3 separate regions of the Mus musculus genome follow, and regions 1 and 2 are each linked to region 3. A link is a contact called in public Hi-C data. All regions are on one chromosome and are shown on one strand. The core of a region is the stretch at or near the end of the contact, and the rest is flanking DNA. Distances in the headings are between cores, read along the strand shown. Region 1 holds the start of 3100003L05Rik (RIKEN cDNA 3100003L05 gene). Region 2 has its middle 160 kb from the start of 3100003L05Rik. Region 3 has its middle 4.8 kb from the start of Gm30560.

Evidence for each region. A called contact is a pair of places that touch in the nucleus more often than the background predicts.
Region 1: a Hi-C map of uterus shows a contact between it and region 3, with 4 times the contacts expected there. The contact joins the promoter of 3100003L05Rik here to the enhancer-like site in region 3. A contact is called at or near these places in 3 of 484 Hi-C or Micro-C datasets (cerebral cortex, stem cell-derived neural progenitor cells and uterus), 3 of 115 datasets of contacts at active chromatin or transcription factors (embryonic limb bud, embryonic stem cells and stem cell-derived neural progenitor cells) and 1 of 9 other capture datasets (embryonic stem cells).
Region 2: a contact with region 3 is called in a Hi-C map of uterus, with 4 times the contacts expected there. The contact joins two enhancer-like sites. A contact is called at or near these places in 7 of 484 Hi-C or Micro-C datasets (cerebellar granule neurons, cerebral cortex, myocytes and 1 more) and 3 of 115 datasets of contacts at active chromatin or transcription factors (embryonic stem cells, neural tube and stem cell-derived neural progenitor cells).

Annotation. Positions count from the first base shown.
Region 1 is chr7:124,706,477-124,710,533 of GRCm38.p6, forward strand. It overlaps 3100003L05Rik (RIKEN cDNA 3100003L05 gene), which reads right to left and starts at 2,459. Exons shown (of 4, transcript NR_045907.1): 1 at 2,288-2,459.
Region 2 is chr7:124,866,127-124,869,972 of GRCm38.p6, forward strand. No RefSeq gene overlaps it. Among named protein-coding and RNA genes, the nearest start is that of 3100003L05Rik, 160 kb to the left of the region's middle. Within about 2 kb of position 2,150, at least 38 of the 459 cell types and tissues checked have an H3K27ac peak or open chromatin away from gene starts, as enhancers often do. A contact at or near this core is called in uterus, where this site is marked.
Region 3 is chr7:125,391,122-125,395,204 of GRCm38.p6, forward strand. No RefSeq gene overlaps it. Among named protein-coding and RNA genes, the nearest start is that of Gm30560, 4.8 kb to the right of the region's middle. Within about 2 kb of position 2,715, at least 135 of the 459 cell types and tissues checked have an H3K27ac peak or open chromatin away from gene starts, as enhancers often do. A contact at or near this core is called in cerebral cortex, embryonic limb bud and uterus, where this site is marked.

The DNA.
Region 1 (4,057 bases), core at 1,209-3,708, 680 kb before region 3:
TTCTAGCACACACTAAATTACTTTAAAACCAGAACTGAATTCTCCCTATGTTACCTTGCTGGTAAATGGACTTGGGAAAAGGTCATGGGTAAGCCAGAAGACACAAAGCAAAGGGATTGCTATTGGCTCAGGACCTTGAAGACCAAGTCCCAGCCTTTGTCCTCCTTTCAATGCCAGCCTCATATGTAACCAAAATCTTAGTTTGATTGAGTCAATGGTTTGTGGTTCCCAAGTACCTAGTCTAGTGTATCCTGTTCAACTTAGCCACCATGATGGGTAAGAAGCAGCAAGTATCAAAATACCTGCGCGTGGCTGCCGACCTCCAGTTGGTTAACATACAGATCCTGGAGCCTAATTGTGCTAGATACTAAAAATGAAAACCTTGGCATCTGTCTAACCTGGCTGTGCCTCAGTTTCCCCATCTTCAAGACAAAGACTATGCTAACTGTGTTCTTGAGTCATTGTGAAAATTAAATGCTGTGCACACATTTCACTTAAAATAGGGCTGTCTCTGGTACAGAGAAGGGGGACTTTCTAAACGCGGAGATAGACTGACAACCATGGTTGGTTTCTCTTTCCTCTCCTTCCATCTCCCACCCCCCCCCCCTTTTCAACCTCCTCCCTTCCTTCTTCTTTGGTTTCTTCCTCTTCTTCTCCCTCTCTTCATTTCCTCCCATGTCTTTTCCTCCCTCGGAGAGGCCAAACCTAGTCCATCTTGGGACCAGCCTCCATTTAAAAACAACAAACAACCACCACCACCACCCCAACAATAAAAACAAAAAGAGCCTGAGAACTCGACCTGCAGCTGAACCCAAGCTGCATCCAAGTTCCAGGAAGAACCAGAGGAGTTTGTCTCTGGCCCATACCCCAGTTACTCCCTAGCTACTCCCTCCCTAACAATCAAGATTAGTCTCACAGCTCCAGAAGTGCTTTCAGACAGTTTGTGTTTGTGATGGTTCATGGTTTTGCAGCAGAGCACCCACCTGTCGGCTTACAATAGTCTTTCAATTAGATGCTTTCCAGACTGGAAACTCCCTCTCTTGCTTGTCATTTCTTATAAAACCTTGTCCTGCTAAGGTCTCAGGGTTTCACCCTCCCATCCTACTGCGTCAGGGTCAGCAGTGGGATTGAATAAAAAGACTAAAGTCTTAGTTCAATTGTATCAGAATCGGCTCGTTGGTGGTCTTTTGGGGTTCACAAGTGCTTTTTAAACACCTCCTTTTCTTTGTCTTCATCCTACCTGTTCCTTCATTCCTTCCCTGTCTCTTCTTTCCTCTCTCATTCTTTTCCTCTCTTTTCCTCTCCTGTGTCTCCCTCCCACTTTCTGTCTTCCTCTGGTTTTCCTAGGGGACTTCTCTGCCTCTGTCACTTGTAAAGACAAAGACACTTTGTTACAGGTTGTGGGCTTGTTTTCCTACTTCTTAACTCAAAATGAAGTGGCAGAGGAAACCCCCTGATTTTCCTAATTTTGCACAGTCCAGTGAATGAACAAGTTGACATCTTTTCCCTACAAAAGATCATCAGAAGAAACATGTGTGTGAAAATAAGACAACTCACATATCATACATAGCAATCTCAGAATATGCTGTACTCTTGGAGAAGTTCTGGATTGCTGCTTGTAAAGGATCAAGTTCTGCTGCTATTACAGGCTCAGCCTCTGCTGAAGTCCATATGAGGAGTAACTGCAATGGTTGGCATTGTGACCGCTAGAACCAGATGGCCACGACACATCTCTTTGTGTTCCTCATGCTCAGTGTTTGTATCTGCAATGTGGATAAGGATATGTCTTACATCCTAAGGTGGTTAAGAGAAAAGAGCTCACACAGAGGAAGCGCTCAGTACAACACTTAAATTATCAGGCAAAGTTAGTCCATTCCACCATCATGTGAGCTATCACAGAAAGCATCAACGTAGCTGTTCAAACATGAGAAGTGTCCAGCACCTGCAAGATCCAGCCACTGTCCTCTAACTCTGGTCTGCCTACAGTCAAATGCTTCTGCCACCAACAGATTGTGTGATCCCCTTGAGCAAAGTCTTCAACTCTTTAAACCTGTCTCAGTTTCTTGTCTACAGTAGGAAATTCATAGTAGGAGTTACTTGTGGTGGGTGCTATGAGGGATGAGGGAAGTTATATGGACTCGCTCGGGCAAAGAATGACATGAGAGCCAATCATAAAGGCGAGCTTCCATTTGCTGTACTGTACATACTTCTGCTGCGTGCACGACATGTGGGGGACTGATGTCACCTACATTCCAGTTTTTCTTTAAGAATACCCCATCTACCTTACCTATTTCAGGATGTTCCTCTTCTCTTCAAATCAACACACCTGGGGATGATCCAGATGTCTGTTCAAAGTAGAATCTATGCTTGCCCGGTTCCCTCAGCTGCAGCACCAGCTGGGCTCTGCACAGACTCTGAGAACTGCTTGCCCCAAGGATACAGAGCAGGCAGAGTCCAGGGAGGCCGCGTAAGAGTGGAGCAAGGAATGTAGGCAAGAATCACCCCTCAGTGTCTGGCCCGCTTTCTGCCTTCCCTCAGGAGAATCATAAATCACCTCCTGTTACTCGGGGACCACGGCTGCAATACAAATTAAATTCACAGCCTGTATTTTAGATCCTATATTGTTTGGCTTAAGCTGGGATTTTTTTTTTCACTCTGATAAATAGGTCATTTTAATAACATTCCCAGCATGACAAAGAGTTGGGAGAAAAATACACATGGCTCTGCAGGTGCAGGAGTCCCCAGGCACTGGTGAAAAGCCAGCTTGGCACAGCTTTCTCCCTCCCGAGAGTGACTCACACTTACGTAGGAAGGAGTGTAGAAAAGAGTGCGTGAAGCTCAGGGCCTCAGGGGATCCAGATATCTGAGTGTGGGGAGCTTCTGGATTTATACCCACAAGGAAGGGAGGCCAGGGGGAGGCGGGGCAAGGACAACCCTGGCAAGACTTCTGCTGGCAGGTGCCACCCCTGGGGAGCGGAGCATTTGGGGCTATGCTCTACTTTCTCCCTTCTCTCAGGGGCTTCACATAGGCACTGTCACAGATAGCAGAGAGGTGGAATATCCTCTGATAGTGGGCCAAGCCTGATACAAGCATCCAAGGAGTCACTCCTCCTATTTATTTTTATTTTCTTCATTTTTTTCCTCTCTAATGACTGTGGATGTCTTTGACATTAACACATGCAGATTGGCGACTGCTCTGTACTGGTGCTCTGCAGTGGATACAGGGGCGAGTAGGACTAAAGCCACTGCACTTACAACAGCTCACAAGCTAGCAGGGAAGACCAAGGTGAGACCCAGAAAGGAGAGTTCAAAACCTGCTCACCTGGAACCCAGGTCCAGGCACTGTGCAAAGGCTCAATCAACTGCTTCATAATTATTAGACAAGTGCCCAGGGTGTGCCAAGAACTTTTGTTTCTGATGCCTGGGATAAAAATAATGAGCAGTGTGAGGGCCCTCTCTACAGCTGTGAAATGTATTCTGTAGGATAGTAGCTGTGAGCAGGGAACCAGACAATAAATAAATAAACAAAGAAGCCTAACATCTCTGCAGGTGATGACTAACAATGCAAAGGAAGCCAGGGGGACAGGAGTGGCTTATTTTGGCAGGTAGATCTATCTGGAAAAGAGTCTGCCATGAATGAGTAAGAGAATAGCTGGGAAAGAGACTTCCAAGCTGAACTCACTGCACGCGGGAGGACTGAGCTTATGGAGGCCATCCAGGAAGCAAACCCAAGAGGTGGGAGGAACCGGGTGATGGAGAGATGATGATAATGAAATCGTGCCATTTGTAGACTAGTAAAATAATTAGGGCATGGGTATTCCAATTTACTAGAAGGTCACTAAGTAGGGGACTAGTGTCTGATTTAAGTTTACAAAGAATTGTCAAGGCATTGCACGGGTGCAGACAGACAAGAAGGACAGAAGTTGAAGTAGAAAGTAGTCAAAGGTCCTAAGAAATAATGACCATTCCCACGGTGAAGATGAGCTGGGCTGAATATGGCAGTAATCTTTTTTACTTTAACCTTCAGGGGTATGGAAATGGGGCCAAGGCCAGGCTC
Region 2 (3,846 bases), core at 900-3,399, 530 kb before region 3:
TACTTCTATTTTCATGTTACATGTATATGCATTATTTTATGTATCTGTACAAAAATCTAGGGACCATAAATGAAAGAAATCAAAGATACTTATCCTTTTAATTTTCTTATTACTATTTCCACTCTCATCCTTTTTCCTGCAAGCAACATAACTTAAGAAAAGACAGTTATTTGTCAATGAGATGGTTCATTTGTAACACTTGTTGTCAGTCCCCCTCTTCATTCTGACTTCCTTCTCCTCACTAATCAAGTCATTTTTGAAAGTTGAAATTTTACATATTTGAGAAAATGCTGTATTTGTTTTTCTGAGGCTGCTTTATTTCATTTAGCATGGTGATCACCAGTGTTAGCCATTCCCTAACACATTACACATGGCATAATGTGCTTTTCTTAATTGTCAAAGAATAACCCATTGAGCATGCACCACCCTTCCTATACTCACAAACCTGCTTGTAGGTATCTAAGCTGGTGTAAAGTCATTGTGAATAGTGTTTCAGTAAATATGGAAACTGAAAACAACACCTGAAATTGAAAAGGACAGCCTACATTCATGGATCGGTACAAATAGCACTCTAAAAATGGCCATAAAATTGACAGTGATCTACAGATTCAATATACTCCTCATCAGAATTCTGATATACATAACAGAAATGGAAAAAAAAACCCTAAAGTTTATTGCAGAGGATAAAGACTACAAAATCTAGAGCCTTTTGAGGTTCAACGTGACAATCTCAAGTGAAAATTCGACATCCTCCCCCAGTCAAGCTAAATTTCAACCTCCCCCTAATTTCTACTTTTTGCTGTAGATTTACATATAATTAGCAAGTTGTACTGGGGATGGGACCCAGTGGGGAATCTTCAGGTGCAATAAAGATACAAGGGGAGTCTGTGGCCCAAATGAGATATTTTCTGTGGACCTGCAGAGTTCTCTAACTAGAACCCTCTAGTGTCTGCAGTCTTCAAGACTACCAGGACTTAAAGGGTAGAGATGGAGAGCCTGAAGAAGCCACGGAAGCCCACTCTTGGTACCTGTTGGTTGTTATCTGCAAGCTGGAGACAAGCAAGGAACCCATCCATAGACTTCCTAACATGTCAATTAAAGCTTACAAAGCCACTAGGAGAGGGAGAAGAGCCTCTCCACTTACCAAAGCCAGCCTTTCTTTCCTTGAACACAAGACAAAATCTATATGCCTTTGGAAAAGACAGTCAAACTGTTTAGCCTCCCAAGGCTATAGCAAAAAAGAAAGAAAAATCTGTCTCTTTCACACTGTGTGAAGACTAGAGAAAGGCCATCTGTCATGGGCATATACAGGGTAAACATTCTTAACCTAAAAGCCCAAAGCCAAAAGGCTCCAATTCACATAAAATGCTATTTACTAGCATATATTCATTGAAAAAATGGGTCATTGGGCATTCTCCTTCACCTGTGTCATGTGCTTTGGTCTTCTTTACCTTTCCATCGCGTCTCTGATATTGGGTCCATCGAAGCAGTATTTTAGTCAAATTGAAAATGTCTTTATCAACAAGTACCTTTTGAATTGCTGAAGTCCTCCCCCCTTTACCTATTTCTTAATTCCCGTTGTAGGTGCGGTAAGGATTCTCCCTAAAGCAGGACTCACAGGGAGACAAAGCCCTCATCTTAGACATGCACCCATTCCCAGAGCCAGAGGAGTTGTTCAACCGTAAGCTCTGATAACAGGGTAGGCTGGTGTCCCTGCAAGCAGATGTGTGCTGTGGACAAGTGAGTTTCAGATCTGACCACAGTCTACTCTTCTGTGATGTAGCCAATGAAACAGAGCAAGCAGTGCTGGAAGTTTGAAACAGACTTCTAAAGTTTTTCTTACCACATGATAAGGGGATGAGTACAAATAAAATTCTATGTTCCCCAGTCCTTGTATTACTATGCAAAAGATTTCCATGAAGGTAACACAGAGATGTGGGCTACGACCTTGGACTGTGAAATGTTTGCCAGCTACAGTCCCTGCTGCTTTCTGCCCTGGACCTCTGACTCTTCTCCCTGGGATGCCAGCCATTTTCATTCTATCTCTGAACTGCGTGGGTGTCAGACTTCACTTCTGTCTTCAGTGTACTCTGGGCCTCCTCCAAGTTGATGCTCTGGGAAGGAAATTTTCACAGATCCCAGCTGGTGTCTGAACTCTGATTAGGAGCCAAATGACCTCAATTTTACAAGCGTTGGGTTGGCCCACACCAGCACTTCTGGCTCAGCACAAAATCGCTAATGTAGGGGGCTGGGTGGAGTTAGCAGTGTGATTTGTAAGGTCAGGAGCAGTAAGGCACCAGCTTTTATGGGATTTGGCACTCAGTCGTACTGGTTCACACGAATTGGTCTGTTGAAGGCTTTAGACAAAGGTGTCTCCTTGTTATATAGCTTTGTGTGGCAAATGTGCCACACAGAGCAGCATGGCAGAAAGAACACGCTTTAAAACAATCACATCCACCCACAGCTGTGGTATAGGCACTGGTTTGCCAAGTTCTCCCCAACCCCCTCCCAAAAAAAATACCAGAATGAACAGAGTTCAGTGTGACCCCCAGATGGGTGAGAACATTGAGACAGAATTCCAAAGAAGGCGTTAAGAAGTCAGACATCTTGGTTTTAGTAAAAGAGGAAGGACTTTTGGAGATCAGATAGCAGAAATAATTACAGAAATGGGGAGGCATGTGTTTGGTTCCAAGAGCCAAAAATAGAAATCTGATAGTGTGAGAAAGAGTCGAATCATTTTAATGAAGACAGAACACACTTACTACCCAGACTTGTCAACTATGTTATAAAAAAAACTAAAGTGGACTGTGCAATTGAATTTTATTTTTTTACATACTATTCACAGCTCAACATATTTTAACATGTAAACAAGCAGCTCGAACTTTTCCCTGACTGAATTTCAGAGTCTGACATCAACTCCAATGTTAGGAAAACATTTTCCAACCACAAGGTACCCAGTGTAACTTTAATTTTTTTTCTAATCCTATGTTTAATGATGGGTCTTAAACACCTTAACTTTCCTTGTATCCCACCACCCACAAGAAGTAGTGGGAAAGAAAGGATACAGAGGAAGTAGATCTGTTAAGAAAGGTTCTTTGGAGCAACTCTTGTCTGTGTTATCTGGAAATAGGCAGTTCAGTTCACGGGTTAGCAGGCAGCAGCAGCTTGATCCAACCATAAATATCTCATGAATATAGCAGCAGTCCAGTTTGGTAGAGTGGGGTTAGCAACAGCAGTCACATGACCTAGCAGAGACAGGCAGGCCTCAGCCTTGGCTTGAGTCAGCAAGAGGGACTCAGAGGGAGGCCAGGAGAAGTTCTTGGTTGTTCCTTTCAGCACAGCAAAGATGAACAAAGATGCAAGATCCACAAACCTTGTACAGCTAGCTGTGCCAGGAAGCCAACCTCTGTCTCCATCACTCTGTGGAGTCCTCTTTATACCCTCCAAACATCAATTGTCCTCCACGGGTCTTGCCTCATCATGTGTCTTAACCTCAGCACATGCATCCAATCATGCCTACAACTGTTTTTGGTGCATTTCTCTCTAAGGAGTCTGGACAAATGCATCTCAACTATGCAATGTAAGGCAGACCAATAAATGCATGTCCTTAGCAAAGAATCTTTTATCATGTTTCCTTCACATGCTTGCTTTAGCAGAACATCCTCTCTCCTGTGTCTGCTTCAGCGAAACCTTCCTTCACAAGTCTTCCTTAGCCTTTCACACCTGGGTCCACTTTAATGAAATGTTCCTCCACATGTTTGCCTCAGCAAAACGCCATCCAAATGACTTTTCAAAGAACCCTTAAGTTTCCAGTTCAACCTAGCTTGCTTCAGAAGCCTAGGGATG
Region 3 (4,083 bases), core at 1,465-3,964:
TCATTGGCCAGTCTCTTCTAGGGAAACAAGAGGAGCTTGGTGACAGAGCTTTCTGTAAGAGGTTTCCGGCATTGACGCCCATCAGGTTCTGATGCAGGCGCAGTCTCGGCTGTTGTTCCTCAGGAGCTGCCTGCCTTGCTGTTTTGGTTGGGTTTGTTTTTTAATTCTATTTGCTTCTTTATATTAATGAGTGTTTTGCCCGCATGCATGTCTGCACGCCACATGCATGCAGTGCCCAAGAAGGACAGAAGGTTGTGAATCACTGTGTGAGAGCTAAGAACCAAACCCAGGTCCTCTGGTAGAGCAGCAGGTGCTCAGCGCTGAGACATCTCCTCCACTTTGTTTTCTGAGACAGGATCTCTCAACCGGACCTAGGGCTCAATGGTTAGGCTCAGCTGCTTAGCCAGTGAGTTTCCAGTGGCTGACCTGTCTCCGCTTAGCCGATGCTGAGATCAGAAGCACAAACCCCTCAGTCTGGCTCTTTAACATGAGTCAGGGAATCAAACTGAGGTGCTTGAGCTTCCAAGACAAGCACTTTACCCTTGAGCCATCTCCCCAGCCCACAATGCTGACATTCTTAAAAATCTGATAGACAATTGTGTCACACTCCCAGCAGTACCAGCAAAGACTATGGGATGTCATTGATTGTAATGAGAAAAATTAATTCCAAAGTGTGAAAACGTGGAGAGAAAAACTATACTCCGTTAAGTCAATTGACCTGCACACCTTCCCCCAGTCTACATTTGAGGCAAAAAGAGAAGAACCCAGGGTCAGAAAGGGTTAAACTCCAGTTCCAGCCATATCTCTCCCTAGCTATGTGATGTAGCAGTCAGGGTGGGCTGGGATCTGCTGCAATAACAAACAGTACCCAGAATCATCTGTCTGCACGCACATCTACTGCAGGCTGGGCAACATGACAGAGGGATGTCCTCCAGGCTCAAACAACAGTTTCGGGGGTGTGGGGGGGAGCCTAGGAGAACACAGAGGAAGTTTCCTGTTTTGGACTGAAAAGGTTTACTCTCACCTCCACTTCCCTTTGCCGGAACAAAATAAACAGTCTTAGCTAACTGCAAACGGCTGGAAAGTGAGATTTACTCAGGAAGAGGAAAAGAATAAAATATGCCAATAGTACCATCTAGAACAGTGACCTCATGGAATTCGTTAAGCCTTCCCAAGCCTTGCTTGCTTGGTTCTGGTAGAAAAGACTATACTGGACCTGTCCCACCATGCAAAGGATACCGGGGACCACTCTGAAATGTTTCTGTCACAGGAGCACAGCTTGAAAACTCTGGCTGGGACTCACACCTGCACCTTCCCACCTGGAAAGGACTGGCAACTTCTCCCTCATCCGCCCCACCCCCATCACCTCTTAGGCCAAATAGTCGTAGCCCCCACCCCACCCCTATCTGCTTTTCTAATACTCATTAGATGACTCTGGACCCCAAAACTACTTACTTTCCTCCCAAGAGAGGAGCAGCCACACCCAGGAATCAGTCTTGGCCAGCAAGGCCTCCAAGACAGCTGTTGGGCCCGGCTCTGGAAGTTTCTCCCCTGGCAACTATGTGGGTGGCTCTGAGCCAAAGAAGTCCTCGTGGCAAAACTAGCAGGAAAGAGAGGGCAAAGATTCAGGCCAGGCCTCCGGTGTCCTACCCCAGCTCTGCCCACTGGGAACCCCCAGCACCATAGAGGACCCACAGATAAGCTTGGGGAACAGAGGAAATGCTGTTTGCTAATGGAATGTGGCCAGGACAGGCAGGCCTTCCAGAGCACAGCCTTGCTGCTTGGTGCTGGCCTGGGGGTGGAGGAGATGAGACTGGAGCTAAACCTGCAAATTCCTGGAACAGGGTGGAAAGAGCGCAGCACTGAATCCGAATCCCAAGCAAATGGGTTCCCCTCACACCCTTTGTCAACACTCAAAATCATTTTCAGCCTCCAACTATAACTCTATGTTACAAGCTGTGCCTTAGGGGGAAAGGGGGGGGGGGCAGAGAGCGCAGGACTCCCAAAACTTAAAACTGTGTTTGTGGTGCTGGGGGGGGGGGGGGACGCCAGGGACTCCCACTTGGTCAACAGGTACTTTATCTACTATCCAACAACCTAGCCCAGAGCTCAGCAATGTTTTAAAGCTTTCTGGAGAGCTTAGGCACAGCTGGAGTCCGGATCCAGGGAGCCATGCACTGTCCCCTGTACACTGCGGACCCTCACCACACAGCCTCACGGAGCCGCGAAGGTTGGTCTAAGGCGCAGAAAAGCTGCCCACTACCCGAAGTCGACTGGCAGGAAATCTGAAGTTATTCAGGCCAAATCCAGAAAGAGAGGAGAGTAGGAGGGCAGAAAAGGCGGGAGCGCGAGAGCGAGCGGAAGGGTGCATGGGTAGGTGGAAGACACTGTGAAGAGATGTGCAGAGGGAATGGAGGAATGAAATCGGGAGAGGACGGGAGGGAGGGAGGGAGGGAGGGGAGAAGGAAGGGAAAGAGAAAGGGAGGGGAGCTGCACATAGGTTCGATGAAACAAAGGGAGAAAAGCCGAATAAATGAGTCACAGATGGGGTGGGAGGGAGGGAGAGGAGCGCGAGGCTCCGCGCTAGACCTGCTAGGGACTTAGGACGCCGCTGCAAGCGCGGGCTCTGGTCGCAGGCTCGCAAACCTGAGCACGCGCGCAGTCTCAACTCGTGGACGCCGCTCAGGCTCTAGCAGTCATAAGGCCTGGGTGCCCCCTAGCGGTCATATGTGGCACTGCAGCGGCGGTGTGGCGGGACCTTGCACTCTTCCCTAGGGATGTGCGCTGCACCGAGTTCCCGAAAACTCCTCCTTAAAAGCCACTTCCTTGCTCTCGCTACAAACCTTAGGACCTCCTGCCCTGGCATCCTCTGGAGAGCAGAAAGATAAGCGCTTCCTAACGCTCTTTTCTGAAAAGGCTTCCTATTCCCTTCCGTGAAAACGGATCAGTAAAGGTGGGGGGGAGAGAAAATGGTTTGAGTTAATTTAAACTGTGTCTGCCGCGGGCAGCAATCCAAGAAAGGGTTTCCTTTTTTTTTTTTTTTAAGTCCTGGTGGAAGCATCAAGGGAAGCTCTTTGCTGCAGCCCAGCGGCCAGATGGAGCCAGGTTAGTCCAATGTGGAGGCTGCGGGGAAGAAGTCTCAGGCAGCCAGGAAGCCTAGGCCTGGTGGTGCCAGAGAATCACTGGGAATGACAGTGCTCATACTCGCTTGCAAACCCAGCATTCAGAAAGCAGAAGCAGAAATAGAGCCACAAGTTCAAGGGCAGCCTGGCCTCAGGACACAGCAATACCAGACTGAGCACTTTCCCCTCCCAGGCTGTTTGCATAGGTGAGCTTATTTCATGGCCAGAATCTTTGACGTTAGTACTATGTGTCTCCGTGTCACAAGGAGGAACCAGAGACCCTCAGGAATTAAAGGCACCCAGCTAACAAGTGGGTATTAAGCTGCTGGACCTTGTAGAACTTCAGGCTTCGGCTCTGCCTCATGGACAAAGCATGTGGGAAGTGTCTGGAGGCTCTCTCCAAAGTGACCCTGCCAGTGAGTACCCCGGGATGACCCTGGCTGTGGGTGAGGCTGATGACATCACAGTCCCTCCCACCTGTCGTCTCCCTCTGTGCTCCTCCACATCAAGGGGCACAGCCTGCCACTGGCATGGAGTCCCCAGCTTCTTCATCCGTTCAGCAGAGTGTTCAGAGAGTGTCTCCTCCGTGCCAGGCTGTGCTAGAGAGCCAGGAGACCAGACCGTGGCAAACACTAACTAGTAACAACCTGTGATAAACAGATCAGCCAGCAAATGCACAGTGTGGCTGCACATTTGCATGTGACAAGATTATGTACTAAGAGATGGCCTGGCCTAGGGACACCGATGTAAAAGCTCTTATTGGAAGCCGCCTCGAACTCAGAAGTTTACAACTATGCCCCAGCTCCCCCGCCCCATCCCTGGCCCTTCTTCATACCTGGAGTCTTAGACAAGGAAGCTAGGAGAGAATGAGGACCATCCCTCAAGGCGTTTGAACTTGACCCTGGCTCTAGACGGGAGATCATAGTGACTGTACAGCTCTCTCAGTGCTCAGCGCTTGACT